Regions from separate parts of the Mus musculus genome. Here all the other regions are linked to region 4. Evidence: chromatin contacts called from public HiChIP or PLAC-seq, Micro-C and promoter capture Hi-C data. All regions are on one chromosome and are shown on one strand. Each heading gives the region's core, a stretch centred on a gene start, on an enhancer-like site or on the middle of the called end of the contact. The rest is flanking DNA. Distances are from core to core; before and after follow the strand shown.

Region 1 (2,771 bases), core at 269-2,768, 560 kb before region 4:
CTCAAATGACCCAGGTCGCATGAAGAGTGCGGGTGTCCTGTCCTCAACTCCCAGGTCTTAGCAGGACAACTATTCCCTCAGGCGACACGTAGCCAGTCATCCCTGCCCCAGCCCTGCCTGGCTGCCCTCTCCCAACTGTGCAGCGCTCGCTCCCTCCCTACACAGCTCCAGCAGGCAGCCGCGAGTTCCTCGTAGACCAACCCCTTGGCGGAGAGAGGGGTCCAACTGCAGCCTGCATGGCCTGCCCTTCCTCTCTCTAGGAACGGAAGGTCAATGCAACCGCGTTGGTAGAGCTGGCGGCCCCAGTCCAGTTCTCCCTGAGCGTTCTGGTCCATGAGAGGCGCAGGGGCCAAGAAGTTAGAGGAGGACGGGGGAGGGGCACAAAAAGCAATCAGGAGCTGGTCGAATGCAATTCGCGATCAATAGCGGCCCCTAATAAGTGTAATAGGTTTTAATCGAGTAATTATCCGAATTTTGACCCTATAATTTAGATGTTCGGGGGGAGTTTGCAAGGTGCTTGAAAGAGATATGCATGCGCCGTAATGGGATATCGACCGCAAAGGGGGCGCGGGCCGCCCCATTACCGGCCGCTTTCCGCCGCTAAGCACATTTCCCTTTAACTGTAATCGAAGGGATTTAATTGTTTTTCCAGAGATAACCAGCGTTTTGTCACAATTAGTCTGATTTGTCCAAAGGGGGAGGGCCGGGAAGGCCACGGTGGGGGTGGGTAAGTCACCAAGTCAGTCGCCGCATGTCCCTTTGCCTCCAGCACCAACTACCCTCCAACACCAAAGATTGACTAGATGAATCCTGGACCGTAGTCGCAACCCCAAGGCCCCAGATTTGGCCCAACAGAACCTTTCCAGAAGCGTGCAGCAGTGAGGGCCCTAGAGTCCGGGTCGGGAGGAGGCCACGGATGCTTGGGGCGGACCCCGCGCTCTGCGAACTTTCCACAGAGCCCGGCGGCGCTTGGGTCAGGCCCAGCTCGCCGGGAGCATAAACATTCCGGAGCAGTCGGTGTCCTCGCCCCTATCACCAACCCCTTATACTCACTTGTAGGCTCAGCTCCCGCGGCCGCTGCGACTCCTGTGGCGGCGGAGAGGGCTCGGCGTTCTAGCTCTGCGCGCGGCGAACGTCCGGAGGCAGCGGGGACCGCGACGCACGCGGCCGGGGCGCATGGGGCACACGTAGCGGGCACCACAGGGCCCAGTAGCACGCAGCGGCGTCTCCTACTGTTGAACTTGTTGGGATCTAGGATGTCCAACACGGAGAAGGAGGTGGGGCGCGGGGGCGCGGCGGGCCGGGCCGCTCCAGCCCCCTCTGGCACCGCGGGAACAGTGTCGCTGGCCGCGAGCGGTGGCACTCCAGCCCGGGGAAAGATGGGCAGCTCAGCTCGTCCGTCCATAGTGTCCCGAGCTGTAGCCGCAGGAGCCGGCGGTGCGGGCCCCGAGCCGGGCCCGGGCGGTGGCGGTGGCAGCGCGGGGACGTCCCCGGGTGCCGCCGGGCCGCTGGTACTCATGCGGGCCTCGGGCCGCTCAGGCGGCTCGGGCCCCCGCTACCTACTGGGATCCCATCCCTGCGCCCCGCAAAATCAGCCTCAGCCCAGCTGTTCCCGCTCTGCTGGTGCTGCCTGGCCTTGCCTCCGCCACCGCTTCAGGCGCCCGCCGCGCCGGGCCAGTGCATTTATGGCGGCCCCGCCGGAGGCGCCCACGCGCCCACACGCCGCACACACGTGCGCCCGCAGGCGGCCGCAGGGTTCCGCTTCCCTCGTTAGCGCTCACGCCTAATTGGCTGCGAACGGTCCCAAGCGGAGTAGGCGGGCCCGGTACGGGACTCACGGACTGAGCCGCAGAGACGGACAGACAGACGCCCTGCCCGGAGCCAGAGCACAGTCCACTGGAGGCTGGGGTGCTCAGCACCGTGCCGCTGCGCCTCCGCGGGGCTGGAAACTGCGTGCCCGCCTCCTTGGCGAAGGGGGAGGAGACAGTCGCCTTTTAAATAATTGCGGGATCAGTTGGCTGTGGAGGGCTGCAGAGGCCCCAGGACGTGGGAACCCACGCGCCCCGAGTTGGCCTGGACATCCCAGCTCAGGGTACCGCTAAGGCAGGTCTCTCCTGCTGCCGTGGCACGCGGGGTTCTGGGCTATCCTGGCACCAGGGGCTCTCGCGCCTTCCGCTGCTAGGACGGAAAGGGAGAGAGGGGTTCTTGCGGGTTCTGAGTCTCTCCAGGGTCTTCAGCCCCTTGTGGGGCGTGTTCCCAGAGTTTCGGTTTCCGCTGCCCTCGATTGCTGTTTTTCCGCGTCTGGAGCAATCTGGTCAGAATCTCTGTCCCTCCATCCTCACTGGCTTTGACTCCCGCCCCCTTGGCTGGATCAAATTAGGGACGACTCGAAATCCCCCGCAAGAGGCGGGGCTGGCGCCCGCGAGTGACGCTCATTAGAAGTGGAATCGAAATGAGTAGGGCTAGACGGCCGTCCTAGTCCCCGCCCCCCCCCCAAAGGGTGACCGAAAAATCGCACAAATAGCAGGTGGCCTACATAAAGATCGATACCCTTCATGTAACGGGAAAATATGTGTTTCTTCCAGAAATAATACGGAAACTGTCCTCTTCCCCATCCCTAACAAATCAGAAGGGCCGTTTGAGGCCTGAGCGTTTGTGCACCGTCTTGTCCAGTCTGGAGATTTACAGGACAGTCTCGGCGGACGACCTCGGAAGGTCGAGCCCGGCTTTGGAGGATGAGGGTCAGGTAGCCGATGCTTCGCTTCCTAGTT
Region 2 (2,716 bases), core at 149-2,648, 890 kb before region 4:
GACTTCCAGCTGTGAATTTTTGCATTTTTTCTGCTACCTCCTCCCCCATGCCTTGGAGCCTGAGGCAGTGTTGGAGGAAAAGCTCAAGGGGAGGAAGGTAGGCTAGGGGTGTTGCAGGCGCTCCGTGCTTCTTCTCTAAAGCTAGTCTGGGACTGGGTTTCTTCAAGTCCTGAAGGGCGGACGCTCTGCACGGGCCGAGGCTGCAGGGCCAGCGCTGCTGTTGGCTCACTGTGTGACTGTGGGTCAGTCATGCTTTCTCTGTTAGTCATTTTTGTTCTGAGCCTGGGCTTCTGGTTCAGGTACCTGTCTGAATGCCCAGGGTGTGATGAGCTCCTTGGCAGAGAGTCTTTGGCATCTTCTCGGCTGTGTGCTCCACTTCACTTTTTTGATTCAGGGTCTTACTATATATACATAGCCCAGTCTCCGGTCAGGATCGCCTTGTCTCTTCTGTCTCCTGAGCACTGGGATCACAGGGGTGTGCTACTGCAACTAGATACCTCTCACACTTTAAACTGGTTTCGGAGCACATTACAAGTTGTCTCTTGCTCTTTGAGGGGGCTTGGTTCCAGGATCCGGTTAATATTGAAATTCAAGTCTTTTACATACAATGGCATAATTATATATATATATACACACATACAACCCACATGTCTTCTCATGTGCTTTAAATCATTTCTAGGTTACTTGTAACACCACGGCATGCAAGCTATGAAACATCACCATACTGTATTGTTTAGAGAATCACAAGGGAAATAGTCGGTACCAGTTCAGTACAAAACTCTTTCCATCCACGGTTGGTTGAATCATTTCAGTGAAGACACAGGACAAAGGAATGGCAGTAGTGGGACCCCTTCTCCCAGGCTGCAGGTGGTTGTTGTTCTTTCTGTGCTCCCTCAGTGGGTAGCTCCCGCAGTGGGTAGCTCCCGCAATTGCTCTTACGGGGGGAACTGCACTGTTTCTAGGGTCTAATGCTGTAGAGGTTCGGGAATGGGTGTCTGTGATGCTGGTGGTCAAGAGATTTGTACTGACTTTCTCCCAGCACCGTCCAGCAGTCTCATCCTCCTGACCATTTCTCCAGGAGACCAAGAACTTGGCTGAGTTCTCTGAGAAGTCCTGCACTCCTCTTTCACAGAGACGGCAGTCCACAAAGATGCCAGGTCTGCTTCAAAAGCACCTGCCGCAGATGGGCCCCAGCCTATAGATGCTTGGCTCCAGGTGCCTCTGGTCCCTCTGTGTAGCAACTCCTTTTCTGCCTCACGTGGGACTCCGTGGCAGACCAGGCGTGGCAACTGTTCGAGGTGCCCACTGCAGGAACACAGAGGACTTTTGTGCCAGGCAGTCACCACCCCTTAGCAGGCCCCTCCCTGCTCACAGAACAGACTTTACCTGCCGGCCAGGCGCCCAGGCGCCCGCAGACTCTCTTGAGCTTTGCTCGGTCTTCTTAAGGCACTGCACACCTAGGAGCTGCTTCCCGACGGTGCGGTGCAGCGCAGCAGCACAGGGGCCCAGCGTTCCTGCCGCGCAGCCCCACTGTCGCGGGTCCCCTCCCTCGGGGCTGATCATTAACTCAAAAGCAGTATAAGGAGTGAGTGGCCCCGGTGAGCCTGTGAGCCGAGAGGGACTCGTCGCCACCGCCATGGACAGTAGCACCTTGAGCCCCGCGGTTACTGCCACCGATGCACCCATCCCGTCCTACGAGCGCATTCGCAATGCGGCTGACATCTCAGTCATCGTCATCTACTTCGTGGTGGTGATGGCTGTCGGGCTGTGGGTATGTGCGGGTCCTGGGCACGGGCTAGAGAGGCCAGGGCGACTGTGTGGCATGAGAGGACACACAAAAATGCCATGGTTTCCCTGAGCCACAAAGGGGCAGGATGGGCTTACAGTGGAGATATCCCGGGAACGCTGGGGAAGAGTTCAGGACACAGGAGGCCTGTAGGTAGGAAGGTAGAGGATGCCGAAGGGAGCCTGTCAGAAAGGCCCTGGAAGATCCTGGGCTGAGGGGGGAAGTAGAGGGTCACAGAGACTAGAATAGAATGTGAGGGACAGGAAAGGCAACTTGGAGCAGCATTGTCTGACCTCTTAATTATCCACTTTCCAATGGGAAAGCAACAGCTGAGAGCCAGGAAGTCATCACCTCTGCAGACTGCAGGTGCTTGGGGCAGCCTATGGCTGACCAATGCCCCCTTCTGGGGAAGGGTAATCCAGAGGTCTTGCATGGTGGAATTAAAGAGGCCATCTGGGGTTAGAGATGAGGAAGGAGCAGGTGAACGGAGAGTGAACTGGTCTCAGGAAGAGGGAAGTATATATATCTCTCCTCTTGGGACTCTGGGACACACCAAACCAGAGAAACTTGTTCTTCAAAGCCTGGAACTTGGAAAGTTCATTTATGATGCTGGCACACCTAACAGCTGGGCAAAGTGTGCAAGCATTTTAGTTACCTCTAAAGGTTGAAGTGTGGAAGAAGCTGGAGTTAGGAAAGGATGGCAGGCATTAACCCTTTCACTAACAGAGCTCCATCAGGGAGTAAAAGGAAACATGGATTTTTTTCTTTTATTTTCAAAAAGAATTGTATAAATCACACATAACAGAAAGGCTCCCCAAGTGTCACTTGCATGGGACCTGTGGGGTGGACGCTTCATCAGTATACCTGGCTTCCTTAACAGTAGCAAGTGTCTAGCATAGGCACCTCGACTACTGCTCTCCTGTGGTTGAA
Region 3 (2,700 bases), core at 39-2,538, 580 kb after region 4:
TGGTGATTTCCCCAGTTCCAGAATGTATAATTGGGATAGATATACTCAGAAATTGGCAGAATTCTCATATTGGTTCCCTGAACTGTAGAGTGAGGGCTATTATGGTTGGAAAGGCCAAATGGAAGCCTTTAGAGTTGCCTCTGCCAAAGAAAATAGTGAATCAAAAACAGTATCGTATTCCTGGAGGAATTGCAGAAATTACTGCCACTATCAAGGACTTGAAAGATGCAGGGGTGGTGGTTCCCACCACATCTCCGTTTAACTCTCCTATCTGGCCAGTGCAGAAAACAGATGGATCATGGAGAATGACAGTTGATTATCGAAAACTCTCTCTCTTCAGCAAACTTTCACTGGCATTAGACTTGTTGCTGGGTGCTGGAGGATGTCAGAAAAGTCATCTGAGAACAGTCAACATGTAGGGCAAATGTTCCTAGGACAGAGGGTACTGACTGGAATCCACAACCTCTCTGACCCTTATGGGGTCAAACTCAGAGCTCTTGCTGTGAGGATCGGTTTGTTTTTGTTTTTTGAGACAGGGTTTCTCCGTGTATGTAGCCCTGACTGTCCTGGAACTCACTTTGTAGACCAGGCTGGCCTCGAACTCAGAATCCACCTGCCTCTGCCTCCCAAGTGCTGGGATTAAAGGCGTGCGCCACCACGCCTGGCTGAGGAGAGGCTTGGATACACACTTCTGTCACTTGAGCCAGGCTCGAGGCTTCAACCTTTAATGGTTTGAAGGGAACCAGGAGCGGGACCCCTTTGTTTCCTTTGGGTCTTTTAGGATTCAGTTGACAGGAGAGACAGTAGGGACTTGATCCTTAGGTTAGTTTACCAGGTCGCTGCCAGGTGGACTGGTTCTGCCAAGGCCTCACCTAGCCTCATTCCCTGCCTCTGAAGAGGCCTCGGTGTTTGTTAATCCACTGTCATCCGGCGGGCCCTTCCTGTCTGTGGAGCTTTATCAGAGCACACACAGACATCTCAGTCCTGACTCCACCCTGATTGACAGCCCAGTCTCCCAAACTGCCTACTGATCTTCTCGCCTGAAGCGCACCTAGACCGTGTCCGTTCGCAGTCAGTTTGTGGGTCTGACCGTCTCAGTGGGAGAACTAGCGTTCCTGTGAGCAGGTGCACCAGCCCGCCGTCCCGGACGCAGCCAAAGCGACCCCTAATCCCACTGTGACACCGCCTTCAGCCGGAGGCCGGAGTCTACCCTTCTCTCCGCCTCCCAGGGCCCCGCCCTTCTCCGGGCCTGCCCCTTGCTTAAGATTGACCAATAACAGAGAGTAGTGCTGGACGGCGGTAGGGCGTTCAGACCAATGGGGCTGTGCATTGTTGGGCCGCAGCGCCGCAGGCCGCACCCAGCTTGGCGGCGGGGGCGAGTAGAGGGGTGAGGGTTGAGGGCGGGAGAGGACGAGGGCTGCTGCAGGCGGCGGGGGGTGCGCGGCAGCCAGGGGGCGGAGCCCAGCGCGAGCCGCAGGCGAGGCGGCGGCCGCACTCGGACCCGGGAAGCCGTGCTCTCTCCCCGATTCTCCGCGGAGGTGAGGCCCGGGAGCGCGGCGAGGTCTCCGGGGCCCCCAGCGGGCGTAGGGCAGGGGCGGCGGTGCTGGGCGGGCAGGGCAGGGCTGGGCAGGGCCCGGGGCCTCTGGGGCGCCTCTGGTGCGCTGAGGAGGGCGCGGCTAGGTCGCTGCGGCGCGGGGTGCCCGGGGTCTAGGTGCTTGCCTCCGAGTGCGGGGGCGAGGACACTGCATCGTCGCTTCCCAGGATGGCCCGGACGGACGCGGGGTTCTCTGTGGAAGCGGCTTGCTCGGCTCTGAGCTTCCTGGTGGGCCTCGGGGTCCTCCCGGGTCAGCATTGTGCTAATGGTGGCTCCAAATGCTGGTCACTGCAGAGATTGTGGAAAGGTGCATCTGGGTTCCGCTTGTCGGCTCTTTTAAAAACTGACACCTTCTGCCCCAAGAGAAAAAAGCCAGCTCTGTCCACGGATGGTAGTAATGAGGTGGTCGTGGAACTTCCTGGAGATGGGGCTTGCCTTTCCTCTCTGTTTTATCGTTCAGACCTCTTCCTAAAAACACTTCGTTTTTATAATTCAGTTCCTGGTTCAAGGTATTTGGTAGATGAGTTGTGTTTGTTTTATGCACACCCATCTTAAAAATAAATATTTTGGTTCACCTGAAACTGCTGTTGTTTTGACCATGATTTTAGGCCTAACGTTGTTAAACTCCCAAAGACCAAGAACAAAGCTAAAATCTGTCTATGCATAACTGCTCAAGAATTTCAGAGAGATTGTGTGTTTGTCAAAAGTGGGTTGAAATCTCAGTCGGGATAGGAACTAGATTGCTAAGGGATCCGCTATGTCTCCTTTGCAAGCAAGCTGGGAGTCGTGGGTGGACTCAACAGGCTCCAGAGAGGAAGGAGGTTGCAGGTCGGAGGTGAGTTTTATGCGGGTGGGATTCTAAAAATCGCAGTCTTTAATTAAAGCCAGTGACGTAGGGATCACATTTTAATTCTAAAACTTTGCTATGCTTCGTCAATTCGCAGCCCAGAATGGTCTGGAACTGAAAATTTCTGCCTCTGCCCCTAGTTCTAGGATTACCTTGAGGTTGACACCACACCCTGATAGTAAAGTTGTTTTTTGAGGAAGTATGAATGGTGTTGACCTTCAGAACAGCTTTTCAGGGTTTAGATGTGGTTTCGCAGAGG
Region 4 (2,700 bases), core at 26-2,525:
TCTTCCTACACACCCAGGCAGAGGAGTGTGTAAGCCATCGTGGGGAGCTCGGGAGAGGTAGAGTGGCTCTAGGCTGCTGCTTTATTAAAGAGGACCTTGATGCCACCCAGGAATGGCCTAAGGGAGAACGGCAGAGGGCGCCCCACGACAGGAAGGAGGAACAGGGCTAAACAGGGCCATGGATTGTCCTGCTGTCTGCGCAACTCCTAGGGTAGTATCTTTAAGTCTCCAAGACCCTGGGCTCCAGTCTTGGCCCCTTCACGCTTTCAGACGGTTCCGATGTGTTGGTTATAGCGCAGGCCACCATCATGGCCATGGGGGCGGGGGCGGGGTGGGCAAATGATTATAGGAGGACCGGGGCAATGGAAGGAATGGTTAGGCAGACCAGGGAATGGGTGCTCTGCAGAACTGAGGGGGATTCTGGTCGCGCTGATGTGAGTCTTGCAAATCCCCTAGGCCCGGAGGTGCAGAAAGACGAAGGAGCAACTCTGGTCAGGGGTGTGGAGAGATACCCTATAGGCACCGGACCATTTTGTTGCTTCTAAGGCTTACAGGCTTCAGTGACCCGCAAACCTAGGGTCCTGAGTCAGAACTTCTTGGCTCCACCAGATGGGTCCTCAATGCTCAGCCTCACTTTCCTCGGGGCCCTTCTGCCTGACTGTCCTCAGCCCTTACAGGCCGGCACTGGTCCTGCAGACCACCCAGCCAACCTCGGGACTCAGGAGAAGTCAATGTGGCTAGTCGGTGCCCCGGCCTGTTCAGATACTATCAGTGAGTTCCTTTGAAATATTGAGAGATTTAGCATCAGTGTCCAGGAAGGTCGCCTCTGGGACCCAGATAAGTCCCACTCCCCCGCCCCCGTGTCTCGAAAACAGTGAGGAAAATCCTCTCTAGCCTGACCCTCTCCTTCTCAGTCCCCTTGTGCTGACAACCCTGGCTGTTTGATTACCCTACTCCCAGGTTCCATTTGCGAGACAGGCCCCTTCAGTCTCTAGGTGACCTTAGCCGTTCTGCTGGCTCCAACAATGGTGCGGCATAACGCAGACTGAGGGTCCTCCGGCCCGGAGAGGGTCTCCGCGAGCACGAGGATGATTCGGCTTTGGGGGTGCCCATTCCCGTGACCTAGGAAAGTGGATATGCCACTACGCATTCCCCACTCCATGCGCGCCCTGTCTGCTGCGTCTGCACGTCTTGCTCCGGGGGACTGTGAGACCGCGGCTCTGAAGCGAGCCCCCGCTGCACCTGCACCAAGGCCACGGGGCGCATGCGCGGACCGCGGAAGGCGGGGGCCGAGCCGGGAGGGGTCCTGCAATTCCGCAGGTCCGCTGCCGGGAACGGTCGGGTGTCAGATTGGAGTGGGGTGGGGTTCGGCTGTCAGGCAGCGCGTGCATCAAACCACATTTCAGCCGCGTCCTCACTCTCTCAGTCCGTTCGGCCCCGGCCGCGGGCTCGGAGGGCGCCTGCCAAAGGAACACGGGGCCCCTCACGAGGACTTCGGCCGGGCGCCGCGTACAGACAAAGGGGTGGGAGATGGAGACACTTCCGTGATTACTGCCAGCGGCCGCGGAAGAAGAGGACGCTTTGCTGCAGGAACGCAGGTCCGAGCGCAGCGGCAGCTTTGCGGGAGCTCAGGGGCGGGGTAGGAGGCGTCCATCACTCTCCGACCTCCTGGCGAGCCTCAAGCCCCTTACGCAGCGCCTCTCTGAGCACCCTGTCCCTGCTGTCGTTCACTGAGGACCACTTCCTCGCACGCTCTCCGTTCGGCCCCTCCGTGCTCCCGCGGTCCGCCAGCCACGCAGCCCAAGTGTGCCATCGGGCGGGCGCAGAGGCGGCGTCTGCTCCCACCCCCGAGATCACATGGTGACCCTCGGCAGCCAATGCAGTGGACGCTAGGACCCTGCGGGACCCCGGGCGCCGCGACTGCACCGGCGCCGCTGCATTATAAATACTTCTCCAAAATGCGGCGCAGCTCCCTGCGCGCGCCCCGGCCGCCCGCCGCCTCCGCCCTGCGCCCCTGAGCCGCTGCCGCCGCCGCTGCCGCCGCGGGTCCGAGGGCGCCGCGCCCTTGCCCTGGGCTCGGGCTCTGCCCGCTGCCGCCGGCTCGCGTCCTCGCGCTGCGCCGCCCGGCCGGGTGCATGCATTGTGGGCCTCCCGACATGGTCTGCGAGACGAAGATCGTGGCTACGGAGGACCATGAGGCACTGCCGGGGGCCAAGAAGGACGCGCTGCTCGTCGCCGCCGGAGCCATGTGGCCCCCGCTGCCCGCCGCGCCCGGGCCGGCCGCCGCACCCCCACCCGCGGCAGGTCCCCAGCCCCACGGAGGCACCGGGGGCGCGGGGCCGCCGGAGGGGCGCGGCGTGTGCATCCGCGAGTTCCGCGCAGCCGAGCAGGAGGCGGCGCGCCGCATCTTCTACGACGGCATCTTGGAGCGCATCCCCAACACGGCTTTCCGCGGCCTGCGGCAGCACCCGCGCACCCAACTGCTCTACGCCCTGCTGGCCGGTCAGTGCGCCGCGGGGGGCGGGGGGCCGGCGGGGCTGCGGCAGTCCCGCACCGGCCCGGCTCCAGCGGGTCCAGCGGACCCCTCCGGGGACCGTCGCGCTTGACTCTCTTTGCCTTCCTTCTGGGTTCCCATCTCGGAGCCCCGGTGCCGCGTCGGTACGCTGGACCGGTTGGGAGGAGACCCGCTTGCACCAGCGG
Region 5 (2,700 bases), core at 3-2,502, 720 kb before region 4:
GTGCAGTGTAGGGGAGGAGTACCCACCACCAGTCCAGGATGAAGGCAGGCCTGGAGGGCCTTACCCCGCCACACCCTGAAACAAACTGACAGGATCTGCAAAATGGCCTTGTGTGATAAGAGGTATAGTGGGCCATCACAGGGCGCCTCCCTTTTTCCCTCCTGCCTACAGTTCCTTATTTCCTGCTGGCAGCACACGCTGCGAGGATTCATCCCCTGCCAGCTTTCAGGCTATAAGGAAGAAGGCAGTGCCCTTGTGAGAACAGAGCTGGGGGTCAAGCCGTGTGGTCATTAAAGTGGAAGCGCCAAAGAGAGGGACACTGTAGGGCACTTGGACGGTGGGCAAAAGGCTCCTCCCTAATCCGAAACCTCTCGGCTGCCCCGCCCGAAGGTGGGGTCGTCTTCGCTGCGCGTGCGCCAGGCTACGCGGCCAGGGAACGCAGCCAAGGAAGGACTGCCCTCCACAGGCAGGACCCCTGTGGCTTAAGGACTTTCATAAATGAATAAAAAAAAACGTAAGTGGTCCAAATCCAGGTGCCAAGCTGAGCATCACTAAGTCGACCAGAGGGGTGATAGGCATGTAGGCCACCCATGTTCCCTCAGCGCCACCTCTAGAGACTACCCGCTCCCGGATCTGCCGACCCGAGGCCCATGCGGAATCCGCAGGCTCGTCACTCCGGGAACACCTAGGTCCCGGCTGGGTGTCCACGAGAAGGATCCTCGCGGGACCCCGGGCCAGGAAGACAGGCCCGGCTCGGTCACAGTCTGGGTCGCACCACCACAGGCCCCTTTGTCACCTGCGCGGGTCGCGAGCGGGCATCGGAAAATAGGGACGCGCACGCGCGTGCAGCAGTTCGCGCATGCGCATCACCCGTTGGCCTCCTGGGTTTCTCCCCCCCAACCAGGCGCGCGCGCAGCGAGCGCGCACGCGCACTCGCACACAAAGCCAGCGCCGCGCGCGCCCGGCCGCCCCGCCCCCGCCCCTCCACCCCCCGCCCGCAGCCGGAAATGCGCGCGCGCGGCCTTACCCAGCGGCAGGCCCTTGTTGAGCAAGTGGGAGCTGCCCATTGAAAGGTGCGGGTGGCCGCGGGCCCCGATGAGTCCGGCGCTCTCCGCCGCCGCGAGCCCTGCGCCTGGGGCGGCTTCGGCGCAGTCTGCTACTCCGCCCGGCCGCCTGCGCCCGGCCACCGCCGTGCCGAGCCGCCACCGCGCCGCCAGCCGCGCTCCGACCGACGAGCGGGCGGGGACACGCGGCGCGCGCGCGCGGGCGTGGCCTCGGTTGGTCTGCTGTTTGCAGGCAAGGCGGCGCGCTGGACGTACGCGGGCGGCTCAGGGGCCCAGCTGCCCGCCGGCCCGACGCTCGGCCCCCACCCCCAGCGCCCCTCCCAGGCTGGATTCCCTTCCTGGACACGCCCCCAGCTGTACCCGCCCCCGGCCTCCCCTCCCCTGCGCGTACCCCGGACTGCGCCCCTGCCACTCCTTGGCGCGGTGACCTGGGCCGGAGCCTGAGTGGTGAAGCAGCCCATCCGCGTGGGGCGCTACCAGTCTAGTCGCCGGGGCCTCAAGAGGACAGCGAGAGCGGTTCACTCGGCCCCTTGTGCGCTAGAGCTGGGGCCGCGGACCCAGGACCCAGGAGCTGGACAGCGCCCCAGCCAGGGAAAGTGATCTGTGCGCAGGGACAGATGCCCGCTGGCCACCCCAGAGTAAGCGACTGACTGTTGGTGGGACTGTCAGACAGGCGTAGCGAGGGATACCGCTTAGCTGTTAAAAAAAATAAAAATAAAAAAAAATAAAATAAAATAAAATAATAATAATAATTAATAATAATAATAATAATAACATCACGGGAACAGTCCAAACTGAAGGATGCTGAAGGCCATATGGTTACGAGTTTTGAAAATCAAATCTTTGAGAAAGGTGGGCAGTATCAATGAGGGATGACAAGGGCCTGGGCATCTGTTTACAGAAAAAATGCTTTGAAAATACCTTCCAATTCCATCTATTGGCAGACATGGATGGAGAAAAAGATCTAACAGGTGGAGTCTCAAACCTGCTACAGTATTTCCTAAATAGACTGAGGGCTAGGGGGGAAAGCCAGCAGATGTACACTTTCCCTTAATCCCCACCCCTATCCTGGACTGTCTCTCCTGGTCTGTTCCAGTTTTCTCGAGCTGCAGGTGACTCCCTACAGATCCATCCAAAGGGCTCCTCCCAGTTGTTCCATCCTAACATAGCAACTCCATGGCAGAGTGACACCTCCTATTCCTTCTCAGGCTGCCCAAATTCCCACTTTTTCTTGCACATTGTGACTAGGACCACCACATCACTCCATCCTTGTGAGGGATTATATCAGGGCTTGTATAAAAACCCTTAGGGCTCAAAAGATGGCCTAATAGGCCATCACTTGAAAGAGGCACATTGGACTTGCAAACTTTATATGCCCCAGTACAGGGGAACGCCAGGGCCAAAAAGGGGGAGTGGGTGGGTAGGAGAGTGGGGGGGGTGTGGGTATTGGGGACTTTTGGTATAGCATTGGAAATGTAAATGTGCTAAATACCTAATAAAAAAATGGAAAAAAAAAAAAGAAAAAAAAAACCCTTAGGGCCTCCCAGGAAACCTCGGAAACCTCCCAGGAAGCCTCGGAAACCCAGGCTTCTTGTCACCATCACACTGGCTTGGACTCCTACTCCAGGGATGGTCC
Region 6 (2,700 bases), core at 197-2,696, 770 kb after region 4:
TGGTTTCTGTATACTTGGCCATTTCGAGAAAATGGAGTGCCTTATGGCCATGGAATAGGGCATTTGATTCTTACAGGTAGCCTGAAGCTTCATTGGGTTTCTCACTGCATGGATCACCTCCAGACAGCTTTTTCTGAAGCCGGAACGGTTTTGTTTGTTTGTTTGAGACAGGGTTTCTATGTAGCTCTGGCTGTCCTGGAACTCACTTTGTAGAACAGGCTGACCTATAACTCAGAGATCTGCCTGCCTCTGCCTCCAGACTGCTGAGATTAAAGGTGTGTTCTATCACTGCTTGGCTTTTTCCTTTTCCTTTTTCTTTTGAGACAAGTTCTGATACAGCCCATGCTGACTTGAATTCACTATGAAGCCAAGGAAAACCTGGAACTCCTGATCCTCGTTCTACCTGCAGAGTACATGATTACCACCCCTGGTTTATAAAATGCAGGGATTGAACTCAGAGCTTCGTGCATGCTACTCAAAAAGCATTCTACAAGTGCTGTGATTAAAGGCATGCACCACCATGCCCGGTTGAAGCCAACACTTTTTGCTGGGCAGACTGCAGGGGCAGCTTGGGTGTATCCACACCATTTTCAGCTTCCTGCTTTAATTGCTCACCTTTGGGAGATGGAGGCTCTAGAGACAAGGACTTCAGCGCTGGTGGCAATGAGACCCCTTGTAGGTCCTGGCTGGTTGCCACAGCACTTTCCAGGGTCCGTGTCTCAATGTAGAGTGTGTGACCAAAGTTGCATGAAACACAGCCTTTCTTTGGACAGTAACTACTGCTGCCTGCCTGAAACCCTTTCTCAGCCTTCGCTGCCTGCTTGAAACCCTTTCTCAGCCTTCTCTACTGCAGACACTTCTGGGGCTTCGGGGTCCACGGATCATAAAGGGTTCTTTGGTCCTGAATACAGGTCACTCTGGTTCCCTTCTCATTGCAGGGAGCTCCCAGCACGCTGCGTTCGGGAAGCTCAGGCCACCACCTGGCTTGTGGAAGAGAGAGCTGCTTTGGGTTTCGGGTTCCGAGCTCCACAATCGCTTTCCCGGTGACTCCAGGTGTAGGGTGGCTTTACGCAGGAAAATTTCTTCGCTGTCATTCCCCTTTCCAACCTTTTCTTCCTTCCGGGTCTCCCCAACTCCTCTGCCCACCTCCTCACTTCTTTTCTATCGCTGGTGCCAGGGAGCCGCCCTAAAGCCCACTCTCCGCTCAGCTCCGTCCCTCATCTAGCAGCCCGCCCCGCCCACCTCATCCTCTTGCTTGGCCCTCTTCACTAAGGGGGGCTGGCTTTTGCGGGAAGGGGCGGGGCCACATCGGCGGGGCGGAGAGTCTTAAACTAGCAGAGGCCCCGCAGGCCTGCGTCCTGACTTCGGGAAAGAGGACGACGCATCCGCCTGTCAATTCTGCGGGTCTGGCGTGGCCTCGTCTCCGCCGGCATGACGTCACGGGACGCACTCGCCGCGAGGGTTGCCGGGACGGGCCCAAGATGGCTGAGCGCCTTGGTTCCGCTTCTGCCTGCCGCGCAGAGCCCCATTCATTGCCTTGCTGCTAAGTGGCGCCGCGTAGTGCCAGTAGGCTCCAAGTCTTCAGGGTCTGTCCCATCGGGCAGGAAGCCGTCATGGCAACCCTGGAAAAGCTGATGAAGGCTTTCGAGTCGCTCAAGTCGTTTCAGCAGCAACAGCAGCAGCAGCCACCGCCGCAGGCGCCGCCGCCACCGCCGCCGCCGCCTCCGCCTCAACCCCCTCAGCCGCCGCCTCAGGGGCAGCCGCCGCCGCCACCACCGCCGCTGCCAGGTCCGGCAGAGGAACCGCTGCACCGACCGTGAGTCCGGGCGCCGCAGCTCCCGCCCGGGCCCCGCGCCCCTGGCCTGCGTGCTGGGCATGGCCAACACTGTTCCCTGTCCAGAGGGTCGCGGTACCTCCCTGAGGCCAGGCTTTCCCGGCCCGGGCCCTCGTCTTGCGGGGTCTCTGGCCTCCCTCAGAGGAGACAGAGCCGGGTCAGGCCAGCCAGGGACTCGCTGAGGGGCGTCACGACTCCAGTGCCTTCGCCGTTCCCAGTTTGCGAAGTTAGGGAACGAACTTGTTTCTCTCTTCTGGAGAAACTGGGGCGGTGGCGCACATGACTGTTGTGAAGAGAACTTGGAGAGGCAGAGATCTCTAGGGTTACCTCCTCATCAGGCCTAAGAGCTGGGAGTGCAGGACAGCGTGAGAGATGTGCGGGTAGTGGATGACATAATGCTTTTAGGAGGTCTCGGCGGGAGTGCTGAGGGCGGGGGAGTGTGAACGCATCCAATGGGATATTCTTTTTCCAAGTGACACTTGAAGCAGCCTGTGACTCGAGGCACTTCGTACTCTCCTGGCGTTTCATTTAGTTTGTGGTGTAGTGTAGTTAAACCAGGTTTTAAGCATAGCCAGAGAGGTGTGCTTCTGTGTGTCTGCAGGCAGTTGGATGAGTTGTATTTGTCAAGTACATGGTGAGTTACTTAGGTGTGATTATTAATAAAAAACTATATGTGTGCATATATATGAAAGAGTCGACTTATACTTAACTGCCTATCGATTTTTTGTTCTATATAAAACGGATACATTGGTGGTGCTCAGTTTTCACCGGGGAATGAATTTTACTAGTGTTGCAGACAGGCTTGTTTTAGAACATAGGCCACTCTGACTCTGACTTTGTGCCAGTAAAAGTTCCTGTTTAGTTCT

The links. Promoter capture Hi-C pulls out the DNA fragments that hold promoters and counts their contacts. A called contact is a pair of places that touch in the nucleus more often than the background predicts. HiChIP or PLAC-seq counts read pairs in DNA pulled down with a chosen protein or histone mark.
Region 1: a contact with region 4 is called in a Micro-C map of embryonic stem cells, with 2.2 times the contacts expected there. The contact joins the promoter of Nkx1-1 here to the promoter of Nat8l in region 4. A contact is called at or near these places in 5 of 39 promoter capture datasets (embryonic stem cells, hematopoietic stem and progenitor cells and liver), 7 of 484 Hi-C or Micro-C datasets (all in embryonic stem cells) and 3 of 115 datasets of contacts at active chromatin or transcription factors (all in embryonic stem cells).
Region 2: a promoter capture Hi-C map of embryonic stem cells shows a contact between it and region 4, with 6 times the contacts expected there. The contact joins the promoter of Slc5a1 here to the promoter of Nat8l in region 4. A contact is called at or near these places in 2 of 39 promoter capture datasets (embryonic stem cells and liver).
Region 3: an H3K4me3 HiChIP or PLAC-seq map of embryonic forebrain shows a contact between it and region 4, with 4 times the contacts expected there. The contact joins the promoter of Add1 here to the promoter of Nat8l in region 4. A contact is called at or near these places in 1 of 484 Hi-C or Micro-C datasets (cortical neurons), 5 of 115 datasets of contacts at active chromatin or transcription factors (VIP interneurons, astrocytes, embryonic forebrain and 2 more) and 1 of 9 other capture datasets (adipose tissue).
Region 5: a Micro-C map of embryonic stem cells shows a contact between it and region 4, with 6 times the contacts expected there. The contact joins the promoter of Ctbp1 here to the promoter of Nat8l in region 4. A contact is called at or near these places in 1 of 39 promoter capture datasets (liver) and 1 of 484 Hi-C or Micro-C datasets (embryonic stem cells).
Region 6: a Micro-C map of embryonic stem cells shows a contact between it and region 4, with 4 times the contacts expected there. The contact joins the promoter of Htt here to the promoter of Nat8l in region 4. A contact is called at or near these places in 3 of 39 promoter capture datasets (the 3T3-L1 cell line, cranial neural crest and hippocampal neurons), 1 of 484 Hi-C or Micro-C datasets (embryonic stem cells), 3 of 115 datasets of contacts at active chromatin or transcription factors (astrocytes, embryonic stem cells and pancreatic cancer cells) and 1 of 9 other capture datasets (embryonic stem cells).

What each region holds. Positions count from the first base shown.
Region 1 is chr5:33,432,572-33,435,342 of GRCm38.p6, forward strand. Nkx1-1 (NK1 homeobox 1) reads right to left here and starts at 1,519. Exons shown (of 2, transcript NM_011320.1): 1 at 1,054-1,519. The coding sequence starts at 1,519.
Region 2 is chr5:33,102,821-33,105,536 of GRCm38.p6, forward strand. Slc5a1 (solute carrier family 5 (sodium/glucose cotransporter), member 1) reads left to right here and starts at 1,399. Exons shown (of 15, transcript NM_019810.4): 1 at 1,399-1,771. The coding sequence starts at 1,637.
Region 3 is chr5:34,572,376-34,575,075 of GRCm38.p6, forward strand. Add1 (adducin 1 (alpha)) reads left to right here and starts at 1,289. Exons shown (of 16, transcript NM_001331082.1): 1 at 1,289-1,538. Mir7036b (microRNA 7036b) reads left to right here and starts at 1,776; the gene lies at 1,776-1,838.
Region 4 is chr5:33,994,709-33,997,408 of GRCm38.p6, forward strand. It overlaps Nat8l (N-acetyltransferase 8-like), which reads left to right and starts at 1,276. Exons shown (of 3, transcript NM_001001985.3): 1 at 1,276-2,502. The coding sequence starts at 2,136.
Region 5 is chr5:33,273,752-33,276,451 of GRCm38.p6, forward strand. Ctbp1 (C-terminal binding protein 1) reads right to left here and starts at 1,253. Exons shown (of 10, transcript NM_001198861.1): 1 at 1,028-1,253.
Region 6 is chr5:34,760,294-34,762,993 of GRCm38.p6, forward strand. Htt (huntingtin) reads left to right here and starts at 1,447. Exons shown (of 67, transcript NM_010414.3): 1 at 1,447-1,816. The coding sequence starts at 1,614.